Linked DNA regions of Mus musculus: all the other regions are linked to region 1. The links are chromatin contacts, called in public HiChIP or PLAC-seq and Micro-C maps. All regions are on one chromosome and are shown on one strand. The core of a region is the stretch at or near the end of the contact, and the rest is flanking DNA. Distances in the headings are between cores, read along the strand shown. Region 1 overlaps 2900026A02Rik (RIKEN cDNA 2900026A02 gene). Region 2 has its middle 17 kb from the start of Asphd2. Region 3 holds the start of Ficd (FIC domain containing).

What was found. Hi-C and Micro-C count contacts between places; a contact is called where the count stands out from the background. HiChIP or PLAC-seq counts read pairs in DNA pulled down with a chosen protein or histone mark.
Region 2: an H3K4me3 HiChIP or PLAC-seq map of forebrain shows a contact between it and region 1, with 4 times the contacts expected there. The contact joins two enhancer-like sites. A contact is called at or near these places in 1 of 15 datasets of contacts at CTCF or cohesin (large pre-B cells) and 4 of 115 datasets of contacts at active chromatin or transcription factors (astrocytes, embryonic hindbrain, embryonic stem cells and 1 more).
Region 3: a contact with region 1 is called in a Micro-C map of embryonic stem cells, with 4 times the contacts expected there. The contact joins the promoter of Ficd here to the enhancer-like site in region 1. A contact is called at or near these places in 2 of 39 promoter capture datasets (embryonic stem cells and hippocampal neurons), 2 of 15 datasets of contacts at CTCF or cohesin (large pre-B cells and pro-B cells), 21 of 484 Hi-C or Micro-C datasets (the AML12 cell line, B cells, the C2C12 cell line and 9 more), 4 of 115 datasets of contacts at active chromatin or transcription factors (bone marrow-derived macrophages, embryonic stem cells, large pre-B cells and 1 more) and 1 of 9 other capture datasets (embryonic stem cells).

The regions. Positions count from the first base shown.
Region 1 is chr5:113,178,463-113,182,440 of GRCm38.p6, reverse strand. 2900026A02Rik (RIKEN cDNA 2900026A02 gene) reads left to right here. Exons shown (of 13, transcript NM_001375886.1): 5 at 1-387. Among named protein-coding and RNA genes, the nearest start is that of Gm42161, 35 kb to the right of the region's middle. Within about 2 kb of position 2,095, at least 205 of the 459 cell types and tissues checked have an H3K27ac peak or open chromatin away from gene starts, as enhancers often do. A contact at or near this core is called in the AML12 cell line, the C2C12 cell line, bone marrow-derived macrophages and 6 more, where this site is marked.
Region 2 is chr5:112,409,662-112,413,639 of GRCm38.p6, reverse strand. No RefSeq gene overlaps it. Among named protein-coding and RNA genes, the nearest start is that of Asphd2, 17 kb to the right of the region's middle. Within about 2 kb of position 1,964, at least 62 of the 459 cell types and tissues checked have an H3K27ac peak or open chromatin away from gene starts, as enhancers often do. A contact at or near this core is called in forebrain, where this site is marked.
Region 3 is chr5:113,734,054-113,738,031 of GRCm38.p6, reverse strand. It overlaps Ficd (FIC domain containing), which reads right to left and starts at 2,250. Exons shown (of 3, transcript NM_001010825.3): 1 at 1,983-2,250; 2 at 860-1,211. The coding sequence starts at 1,160.

The DNA.
Region 1 (3,978 bases), core at 846-3,345:
TCCAGTGAGCACCAGGGTACCAAGCATTGGCAAAATTCAGCCAAGTCCCAGGAGCCAGGCAGCAGGTACCCAGTCTCCCCTGGGTCACCTCCCTCTGACCGGAAGAAAGGGACTCCGAGGAGATCCACTGGTCAGGGAGTGGAAGGCAATGGGGTGCCGTGGGGAACCCCCCCACGCGATTCTGGTTGGTCGCCGCTGGACATCAAGAGGGCCTGCTCAGAGAAGGGCCCACCAGCCAGGATCCGGGAGGGCCTGTCCGTCATGCAGGACGCCAGGCATCGGAGGCAAGAACAGTCCAAAGGGAAGCCGGACCTCCCAGCCACCGAGACTCCCGAGGCTGCCGCAGGACCCTGTCAGAGGGATTCGAGGAGGCCAGAAGGCCCTAAGGTGGGTACAGAGGCACTTGGAATTTTGTCATATTGTTTGTATGTATCTATGTCCAGGATCTCAGATTTCACGTGGGCTGTGTAAGTGTGTGACGGAGTGGAGGTGCCACTCTAGGGAGTGGTGAGGACTGCACGCTAACAGGATACCTAGGTGTGCTTGCTTCCAGACTCTTAGGATTTTTTTCTCCTATTTTTTTAAAAGATTTATTTAATGTATATGAGTATACTTGCTGTCTTAAGACACACCAGAAGAGGGCACTAGATCCCATTCTAGATGGTTGTGAGCCACCATGTGGTTACCAGGAATTGAACTCAGGACCTCTAGAAGAGCAGTCAGTGCTCTTAACTGGCAAGCCGTCCCTTTCTTTATCCTCCCTTCCCCTTCCTTTTTACGGGGTGTGGCATGGGAGAACTAAAGCTCCTCCTAGCCCCAGCTCCGCCCCTGGCCCCAGCCCTGCCCCACCTCGGCCCCGCCCCACAACAACCGGGGCCTCAGCCCATTGGCCATTTTGAAACCTGAGACAGAAAGGGACATTTATTAAAAGAAATCCACATTTTCAGGTGTTAACCCTGAAATAAGGAGGCTTGCTAGAAAACTTCATTTTGTCCTGGCCGTGCTTGGCCTGGCTCTGTCTGCTTGGCCACGGGTTGTGGGTTCAAAATTTGGCCTGGGACTTGGATGAGGGAGGACATGTGTGAGTGTCGCAGAGTACCTGCTCGATGCCACCTCACCCGTTGTCCTCTCTAGAGCTTCCAGGAAGATCTGTGCCGTGAGTGAATGCCAAGCAGCCCACGGGGTCTGACAGGACGGCTCACTTTGGATTGGGTTTTCCAGAAGCAGCCTGTCTTAGGTCTCTTAGGAGGTGACCAGAGGGAGGACCGGCTGCGGACTGGGGAAGGTGGCAAGGAATTACCAGTGTGGGCAACTGAGACCCGGTGCCCGGGAAACCTCTGGGAAGCTCGTAGGCACAACTGGGTCGACCTGGTCAAGGGTCAGAGAGCCAGGAGTATGCGTTTTCTATTTATTCCTGTTGACGTCGAAGAATATGTCTGGGCCTTTGGATATATGGGATTTGACCGTTCTGCGCATAGTAGGGCAGCTCTGCACCAACTCTTGTATCGGCGTGAGAAACAGGCAGGGAGCCGACAAGGTCTGCTGCGGGTGTAAAATAAGACAACCCGAAAACAGGGCTCAGAGAGGTCACACAGCAAAAGGCCAAGATGCTTGAGCCCAGGTCTGGCAGGATCCCATGAGATGACAAAGCAGGGAAGAAACAGGAAGCTGCGTGCAGCCCTTGGGGAGCTTTTTACCTCAGCTGGGTGATAGGGCTCTGGAACCCAAGGTCAGGAAATTATATGATGCTCAATGAGGCGCCGGAGGAGTGACCCAGGAAGGCATCCTGGAGGAGGCCCTGATGGGTGACCCCGGGAGCAGGGCATGCTGGGAGATCTGGAGGCTGGAGTCAGCCCCACCTAGCCCTTGCTGAGCAGTTCAGCAGAGGCAGCAGCCTAGTCTTCAGTGTTTCCTGCTGTAACAAACCACACCGGGCCAGGAACTTATTTCCCACAGTTCTGGCTGCTGTGAATCCCCGGCCCGTGACTGGTTTGTTCCTGGACTTCCTTTCCACGCTGCCCTGGAGTTTTAGGACGCCGTGTTTACAGAGTCGAGCGCAGCCAAGGATTACAGCAGTTTCTCATCCCCAAGTTTGTGAGAGAGGAACCAGGGTCTAGCCTGTCAGAGACAGGGGCGCCACCTAGAGGGGCCTGTGAGAACAGAGTCAGCTTTGGCCACGAAGGATGGGATGTGGATTGTCCTCACATTTATGGTGTGGAGTATGGGGGGATTGGAGCTTCGAACTTGTGTTTCTCCTCCGGAGCCCTGAGTTGCTCAGCGTCGCTAGTGGAACCTTCCAGACTTGCACTGAGCTCCTCCCTCCTCCAGTGTGGGTTCTTCCCACACTGCTCCTTGCCTCCCACTCCCCCCAACGCCCCCGTTGGGAACCCGAAGCTGCAGTATGGTCCAGCAAGGTTTGCCTCTGGTGGTCTCACCCAGCTCTCACGCCCCGCCCCCGTTGCCGTGGGAGCGGGGGGAGGGGGCCAGAAGAGACTGCCGGGCTGGAATGTGACACGCTGCAGCTCAGCAGCTCAGCTCGCCAGCACCTCGGGACCCACTGGCAACAGGAGCGCCTGGGCTGCAGAGGGTCCTGGATGATGCCCAGAGCGCCCAGGCCCCAGGAGGGCTGGTTGTCGGGGGGGGGGGGGCGGGGGGGGCGGGATCAGCTTTCCCTTGGCGGAGGGATCCACGGACCAGCTTCCCGCTTCTGGCCTCTCTCCTGGAAGGCTTGTTTTGTTTTGTTGCTGAGTCAGGGTCTTCCTTAGCACAGGCTGGTCCCTGGGGACCTGACCCTCATCCCATTGTTGGGCGTCCTTCCTTCCTTCCCTTGATCTGGTTCCTGATCTTAAAGATCAAAAACAATCAGATGAGTGAAGACAAGAAGCCACAGAGGTGCCCAGAATGCTGGTTGTTAAAAAGACAAACACGGGGCAGAGAGGGAAGGGATCATTTGCTCAGGGATGGGGGTTGGGGTGGGGGAGCTGGTAAAGATGTTCCAGCCGTTGGGACTTTCCTGTGTCTCTCAAGAATTAGGAATAGCCAGGCAGTGGTGGCACACGCCTTTAATCCCAGCCCTTGGGAGGCAAGGCAGGCGGATTTCTGAGTTCGAGGCCAGCCTGGTCTACAGAGTGAGTTCCAGGACAGCCAGGGCTACAGTGAGAAACCCTGTCTTGAAAAACAGACAAAGGCTGGCGAGATGGCTCCGTAGGTAAGAGCACTGACTGATCTTCTGAAGGTCCTGAGTTCAAATCCCAGCAACCACATGGTGGCTCATAACCACCCATAATGAGATCTGATGCCCTCTTCTGGTGTGTCTGAGGTCAGCTACAGTGTACTCACACATAATAATAAATAAATCTTAAAAAAAAAACCAGACAAAACAAAAAGAGTTAGGAATATTCTCTGGGTGTGTACGGACACCTATGAAACACACCACGTAACACACACACTCAAGCACACACACGTGTGCACACATGCACATGAATGCATGGACACTAACACGCAGATACATGTGCTTGTATACACATTCCAATCACACGTACACACATGGACCCACAAGCACACATGCATGCGCACACACATGGATGTGTGTATTTCTGTTCTGGATGCATAGGCAGATTTTATCCGTCAAGGGACTGTGGGGTGTAGAGTGTGAATTCCCCACAGAGTTCTGGGGTGGGGGAAGCTTACACTCTGTGGGGTGAAGCTATCTTACCACAGGCCTGAGCTTGAGGGTTAAGAAAGGATGCTCAGAGCATCTTTTGTGGCCCCGACTCTTTTGGGATTGCTTTCAGAAGCCACAAGGATTATGAGGCTTAGCCTGGTTTTGTGTCACTTCCTATGGGAGAGAGCGTTTTCGTGCTTGCTGACAGCTGGGTTCAAAGCAGAGAATCCAGCAGGGTGACCGGGGGGGGGGGGGGGGGCATCCCAGACCACTTAGGCTGAAATCCTCGGGGTTAGCCTTGACAGGTAACTTTG
Region 2 (3,978 bases), core at 715-3,214, 770 kb after region 1:
TGTAGCTGTATGTGTGTCTATGTCTGTTTGTCTGTGTGTATCTCTGTGTATCTGTGTCTATGTGTGTGTGTGTCTGTGTATCCATGTCTGTGTCTCTATGTGTGTGTGTGTGTGTGAGAGAGAGAGAGAGAGAGAGAGAGAGAGAGAGAAGGTCATAGGACAATTTGCAACAGTTTGTTCTTGCCTCACACTTGACAGGTTCCAGAACTGAACTCCAGTCCTAGGACTTGGCAGCAGGCATCTTTGCTCACTGAGCCAGCTGACTCACTAGTCCTGCAGCAGGCCCTATGGCCTTCTTGAGATCCACTCACTGCTCTGCAACCTATGGACACCTTTCTGGTGCATATGAACACCTCTTAAGAGGATCAAGCCTATTGTCTCAGTTAAGGTTTTACTGCTGTGAACAGATACCATGACCAAGGCAACTCTTATAAGGATGACATTTAATTGGGGCTGGTGTACAGGTTCAGAAGTTCAGTCCATTATCATCAAGGCAGGAACATGACAGCATCCAGGCAGGCACTGTGCAGGAGGAGCTGAGAGTTCTACATCTTCATCTGAAGGCTGCTAGAAGACTGATTTCCAGGCAGCTAGGATGAAAGTCTTAAAGCCCACGCCCACAGTGACACACCTACTCCAACAAGGCCACACCCACTCCAACAAGACCACGCCTTCTTCAACAAGGCCACACCTACTCCAACAGGGCCGTCAGCCCTGTGTGTGAGTCCAGGTGTTTTTTCCTATGCTTTATTATGTGTGAAATAGATAGGCATTCTAAATGTCACATTCTGGCCAAGTTGGGTGGTACAAGCCTGCAATACCAGCTCCTGGGAAGCTGAGGCTGGGGGATCGCAAGTCTGGGCCAACCTGAACTGTGTAGTAAGTATGAAAAAAAAAAAAGCCATGTGGTGACTGCAATGAGTTTTCAATGCAGGACCAGTCCGGAAGGCAGGAAGTACCCTTTCTTAGTGCCCAGATCCGACATCTTTTCCTGCCATATCTGTGATACACTGCTGCGTGCCCTTTGATGTCTGCCCTTCCCTCACCGTGCCTTTTGCTCACTCTCATGTAACTAGAAAGAAGTAGGGAGTGCCGCCGTGCCCTGTCTCTGTAGCTGATGTGGGTTCTTTGAGGGTGATGGAGTCTTAGCTCTCTCAGTAGGTTTACCTGGGGGTAATCAACAGCCCCCAGAAACACCTCAAGCCGATGACTTAGCCTGCCCTTGTCTCTCACCCAAGAAGAATCAGGGCAAGAAGAGCAAATGTAGTTTTACTAAGGAAAAAAAGTGGCAGGGATTGGGTGGGGGAGCTCTGAGGGAGGAATGCCGAGATGTGGTCTTCCCAATGGCCTCTGGGAATTAGATAGAGGCAGAGATCGTCCTGTGCGGCTGCAGCAGTCATGGCCCCCACATTCTTGGACATTTAAAGGGAGATCACATGGCTGTGGATTGACCAGGAGGTTCCCCCGCAGAATTCCAGAGCTGAGAAAAGACGGGCATTGTCCTCCCCCACACATGCAAATATGCGAAACCCACAAACTCCTAGAGCAATCAGTCCTGCCTGAAATTTGCTGAGAACCAATACCTGGGGCTGCTAAGAATATGTCCCACCAGAAATAAATTTTCCGAGCCAGGCAATGCCAGCCAGTTATGAAGTCGCCCCACCTAGCCAGCTCGACAATCACGGGAACAACACAGGTGTCAGTCACCACACCTGCTCCACTGGTGGCTTCAAAGGCGAAGACATTTGCAACAGTGACTTAATGACGGCTCCCAGGCCCCAGAGGCTGGAGTGGGGGTGGAGCTCATCCCACTCTGCTTCTCTTCCTCGAGAAGGTCAAACTGACATGGTCAGAGGAAACCCCAAAGCACAGTCCTCTCACCGTCTACTTTAACCAACAGACTGACAGGCATTCCCGGGTGGCACCCTATGCGCCGAACCTGCCACCGCCTCTTCAAAACACTGCTGGTTTCCATGGAAACCAAAAAAAGCACTCGGGCTGGGAGAGCTACTGGGAATTGCAAATTGAGATGCCCCAAACTACCCCTGCAGCACATTTCTAAGCCCTCATTTGGAAAAAGAAACAGTAGCTCAGGTTTGCACTGGGGACAGGGGCTGAAGGGTAGGGGGGTGAGGGTGGGGGCACATTAGGAAGCCCTTAAAAAAACTCGAGAGCATTTCCAGCGCCCAACATCCTGTCTGACCCTGGTATACTTTCTAGATTCCAACATCCTAACTGGATTGCTTCCTTTTCAAAAGAAGCTCCCTCCCGGGAGACGCAGAGAGGGTGTATCTGGGATGCACAGGCTTCTGGAGTTAGGGTCCTGTCTGCTGTTTATAAGGCTCATGTTGTGACAAGGCAGCACAGGTCACAATGATGCCTGCGGTCAGGACGCCAACACAGAGTCCTCTGCTGCTGATCTCTCTCCTCCCCAGGCTGAGAGAGGGCTGTTCGCACAGAGATGATTATATTTCTGTTCTCAAAATCCGCTATCTGAGACGGGAATGCAAAATGAAAGGCAAGGGTTTCTACAAACAGATGCCGGGCTGGCGCAGCACAGGAAGGGATTTTAAAAAGACAGCTAAAGACAAGTCATCTTTAAAAAGTTCTTAGAGCAAAGATACAGACCAAAGCTAGGCATGGCAGCACAGACTGTAAGGCCTTGCTTGTGGGGCAGAGGTAGGTGGATCCGGACATGAGGTTAGCTCAGACTACGTGAGACCCTGACTCAAAACAAAGTAGCTAGACAAAGTGAATTTTTCCATCTTTTCTTTTTCCTTTTATGAAGTCCAAGCTTGGCAGCTGGTTGCTTTTCTTGGGCTTGGATACCTTTGTGGGCCATGCATGTGTACCGTGCATGGATGCTATGGACGGATGCATGAGGACCTGACTTCAGTCCCCAGCAAAAAGGCAGGCTTGGTGGCATCCATTTGAAATCCTAGCACTGGGGTGGAAGATAGGAGGATGGCTGAAGATCTCCGCCAGTCTGCCCATAGGATACACTGTTTCAAGAAACAGGCACACGCCTTTAATCCCAGCACTCGGAGGCAGAGGTAGGCGGATTTCTGAGTTCGAGGCCAGCCTGGTCTACAAAGTGAGTTCCAGGACAGCCAGAGCTATACAGAGAAACCCTGTCTCGAGAGAGAGAGAGAGAGAGAGAGAGAGAGAGAGAGAGAGAGAGAGATGGAAGGCATCTGAGGAAAGACACCAAAGTTGTTTTCTGACCTCTACATGCTCATAGGTGCACACACAATGGCACACTGCTTCCCTGTTTCAAATGTGTGCCATCACATCCGTCCCTCCAGCTGCCCAAGAGAGAAAACTGAGAATAACTCTGTCCCTTCTTCAGCCCTTCATTCACTCTCTCACTGTCTCCATCCACTGCCATGACAACAGGCTCACGGCGTGCTTCTTTATAAGGGCTGGGGCCAGCCTGGGTTACAGGGTTCCAGCCTAGCCTAGGCTACAGAGTGAGATGGTTTCAAGTACTCTGTTTTTATTTAGGACACAGTCCTGGAGGCACAGAGGTTGAGATCCTGATCTACTAATGGCCTTCATGCTGCCTCCATCCCAAGATGTCACAGAATATCGTGTGGCAAGAGACAGCAGCAAGTTCGTGTGTGTCTGGTCTCTCTCCTTCTTCCTCTAAAGCCACCAGAAATCAGTCATACAGGCTCACCCTCATGACCCTGGCCTGTCCTAATCACCTGAGACCACACCCCGAATGCTTAGTTGGATTTCTTGTATCATTCAGAGCCTAATGACAGGGACCAGACTTCAGCATGAGTTCAAATCATAGCCTCTTCCAACAACTGTATTCACTGTATGTTCAGTCTATGTTCCCTGTATGTTCAGTCTTTGTTCCCTGTATGTTCAGTCTATGTTCCCTGTATGTTCAGTCTATGTTCCCTGTATGTTCAGTCTTTGTTCCCTGTATGTTCAGTCTATGTTCACTGTATGTTCAGTCTATGTTCACTG
Region 3 (3,978 bases), core at 1,001-3,500, 560 kb before region 1:
GGGCTGTCCCTGTACAGGCCTCCCAGGGACACTACCATAGCCATGTGGCTTCTGTGACTCAGGCCCCGACTACTGCTGCTCTCCACAGCTGGAATGCTGGTTGCTGTCCTGTGTCCTAGGCCACTCTACATTGGGAGGTCCCCTGCCAACTATCTTCTGCCCGGGCGTAGACAGTCTGGGCATTTGCTATCCCTGTGCTTGCCCTACAGTATGGCTGCACTGGGTGGCCCACCTTCCCTGTGGACAGGTGGCTCTTATCTCTTGAGACCCTCTCCTTCAGGCCTGGGGGTGCCAACACCTCGCCCTCAGCTATCCCTGGCCCTTCCCATGCCTGGACAATTTCTGTTTTCTGGCAGTGCTGGGGACTGGAACCCTGGGCCCTTGTGCATGCATACCAGACAGGTGCTATCAGAGCTATGCCCCTGCTTCTAATGATGTGATTCCATTGTGGTGATGTGTGGTTGTCACCCCTGGGGACAGTGTGCCGCTGGCATCCAGGTAGGCTGCTGTAACACTCACTGTGCACACGGGGCATGCTTTGCACTGAGCTCTGTGCTTCGAGGGTGAGCACCCACCCACACTCAGCTTCCCTGAGTTCCTGGACCGCTCTCCAGTCCCATCCCCAGTGGTTTCTGGCCAGAGGGAGCACTGTTCTCAGGTGCTCTTCCTTGAACCACCCCCATGTAGATCTGAGGTGCAGCTCAGGGCCCACCCTTTGTGTGTCTCCCTCCAAATGCTGGGACACCCGTTCTCAGTCACTCATCAGACTGGAGTTCCGGACTGTCTCATTCACTGGGACGCCCTCATGCTTACACACACACAAACTGACAAGGCCAACCAAGTTGGCCAGCACACTCACCTGGAGACGCCGTAGTCTTGACTGTCAGCAGCCCTGCATCCCTGGAGGAGACACTGAGCTCTGTGCATAGGCTGGTGCACTTGGGGACCACAGGCTGTGCCCTGTCCAGTTTGCTCCTGAGCAGGTGGAAACCTCTGAGCACAGCCAGGCAATGCTCTTCCACAACTCCCAGCGGCAGCAGCAGAGCCAGCAGCGACCCCAGAGCCATGCTCAGCAGCGCCATCCACAGGAAACGGCCCCAGACGGAGACCCATTTGGGTTCGGCCACTGCCACCACCGACGCCATTGGCATGAGTATCATCTGGACTGAGGGCTGGGCCCAGAGCACTCGACACAGAGGAAAAGCTGGACCCTGCAAGGAACCAAGCATTGTAAAAGAATGAGGCAGTGGGAGTGGACCCGTTCCCAGATGGAGAGACCAGACACAGAATCGTCACACTTTCTAATTCATTAGGGACCACGGAAATGGGGGAGGGGTCTCATGGTGCAGGGCCAGCCTGGGAAGATTCATCCTAACCCATAGCTCCTCCGGGGTAGAGTGATAGGACTCTAATGCATTTATATATATTAACTTTCATAATCTCAGCCTACAACCCCAGGAGGTGATGTTTCCACACCGCCCTCCCCAGAGGAGATGCAATCAGAACTCAGAAAAGTGAAGTCGGGGACTTTTCAGCCCCCCTCTTAGTCCACTAGTCCACCACAAGCGACTATTGCCACAGGACACCTAGTGTTTGGGCTGTAACTCCTGCATACGCCCCTGGACACACACCACAATCTTCGATAAGGACAAATGTCTGGTGTCCTGATGTTACCATATGAATACCGACAGCCTCGGTGACCAATGTTGTGTCCCTTCTGCCCTTCCTTCCCTGGCTTGTCCATCATAGACAGGGAAACCCAAGGCCTGGCCAACAACAGTGGGTGATGATGCCCTACCTCAGCGAGGGCGAACACAAGCTTGGGGGCTGGCGGGGGATGGGGGGGGGGAGCGAGGGATCAGGTATGCAAATGCCATCTTGCCAACAATAAGCATTTATTGGGCAACTATGGTGTGCCGGACACTGCGCTGCCGGCCAGCCTTGCACGCTGTCAGCCCCCTTGCGAAGAGCGAGCAAGCTACCTGTAGCTCCCGGTTTACAGATGAGGGATGACGCCGTTCTGACAGGCGGCGCCGGAGCTCCGGGGCCTGACCCGCCACGTCATCACTTCGCGCGGCCTGTGCAGCGGCTCGAGCCCAGCAGACTTCGGCTTACTCCCGAAGCGGGGGGTGGGGTGGGGGGTGGAATGAGGCTGCCGCGAGCTCCCGCTACGAACCGGCCCAGGGCTCGTGCCCGCCTCCAGCATCCAAACCCGCGCGGCCGTTCCCCGCAGCCGCGGTCGCAGGCCCCGCCCCCACCACCTCGCCCCGCTCCCGTCGCCTCGCCATTGGACGGACGGCCGCCCTTGCCGCGGCGGATTGGCTGTCTCGACTTGTCCATCCGCCGCGCTTCCGGGTTCTAGAGCTAGCTAGAGCATCCCCCCGGGAAAGGCGCGCCGTGTGCCGCTTCCATTGGCTGTCGCTTGTGTGCATGGGGCGGGGTCGAGGCCACCGGCTAGGGCGAGCATTTGCGTCCTGTTTTCCCGTCCCAGCATCTGCTACCTTCCTGGGCCTCCACCTAGGCTCTGTGTGCTTCAGTTTCTCTGGTGTGCAATGGCAGTAGCCACATCACCAAACGTTTCCCACTTCTTAGTCCCGGTTTCACCGTTTGTCCCTTTTCTTTACCCCCTTTCTTGTCCTCTCTAATCTACTTTTGTTTTTGAGATGGCTTCGCACCGTGTAGACCAGGCCTGGCTAGGAATTAATTCACGGTGTAGCCCAGGTTGGTCGGGACTTACTGTGTAGCCCGAGCTGGCTTAGTATTCAACCCGGGTCATTTTGAGCCAACATGCCCTCCTGACCTTTTTTAGTTTGCATTCTCTGGAGCGGCTGGCTATGGCTTTTTGTTTACCAAATTAAGTTTTCTTTGGTGCAGAGGGCAGGGCTCCCATCTCAACCCACAAATATTGAACCGGAAGCTCCCAGGGCCTGCTTTGAGAGGTTACTGGGCACACTCTGGAGTCAGACGGCCCACAGATTCAGATTTTTGCCCTCAGTCTCTTGTGATCTTGGATCAGTTTTCTCAACGGCAGAATGGGACAACAGCTCACATCTCTTAATTAAAAAAAAAAAAAAAAGTTCGTGTGCGCGCACGTGCACAGAGATCAGTTTGCAAACCTGGGCTTTCTCCTTCTACCATATGGGTTTGTGGATTGAACGCAGGTCACCAAGTTTGGCTCCTACCTGCCTTAGCCCTCAGGTTCTGGATTTGGGACTCTTTTCATGGAGCCACACAGCCCTGGGTTCGCATCCCAGCTCTGCCACTAGCAGACTGACTTGGTGGTGTCAATCTACTTTACTGATCTGTCACCTGCAGGTAGCTTAAATTGGTCTGGGACTCACTGTATAGGCCAGGCTAGCCCCAACCTCCCGCCTCTGCCTCTGCCTTCTGAGTGCTGGGATTAGAGGCATATACCACCAAATCCGGTTTCAGCCTGCTTTCTTATAGAACCCCCTGACCAGCCCAGGGATGGCTCCACCCACAATGGGCGGGGCCTTCCCCCATCAATCATTAATTAAGAAAATGCCCTACAGTTGGATCTTATGGAAACATTGTTCTCAATTGAAGTTCCTTTCCCTCCAGATAACGCTAGTGCGGTGATTCTCAACCTGTGGGCCATGACCCCACAGGGCTCTCATATTAGCTATTTACATTACATTACGATTCATCACAGTAGCAAGCGTATGGCTATGAAGTAGTAATGAAATAATTTTATAGTTGGGGGTCACCACAGCATGAGGAAACTATGTTTAAATATAATTTTATAATGTAGTATGTTAGTCAGGGTTCTCTAGAGTCACAGAACTTTTCGGTAGTCTCTATATAGTAAGGGAATTTGTTATGATGACTTACAGTCTGTAGCCCAACTCTCCAACAATAGTCAGCTGTGAGTGGGAAGTCCAAGGATCCGGTAGTTGCTCAGTTGCACGAGGCTGGGTGTTTTCAGCTGGTCTTCTGTAGAAGTAGGTTCCAACAGAT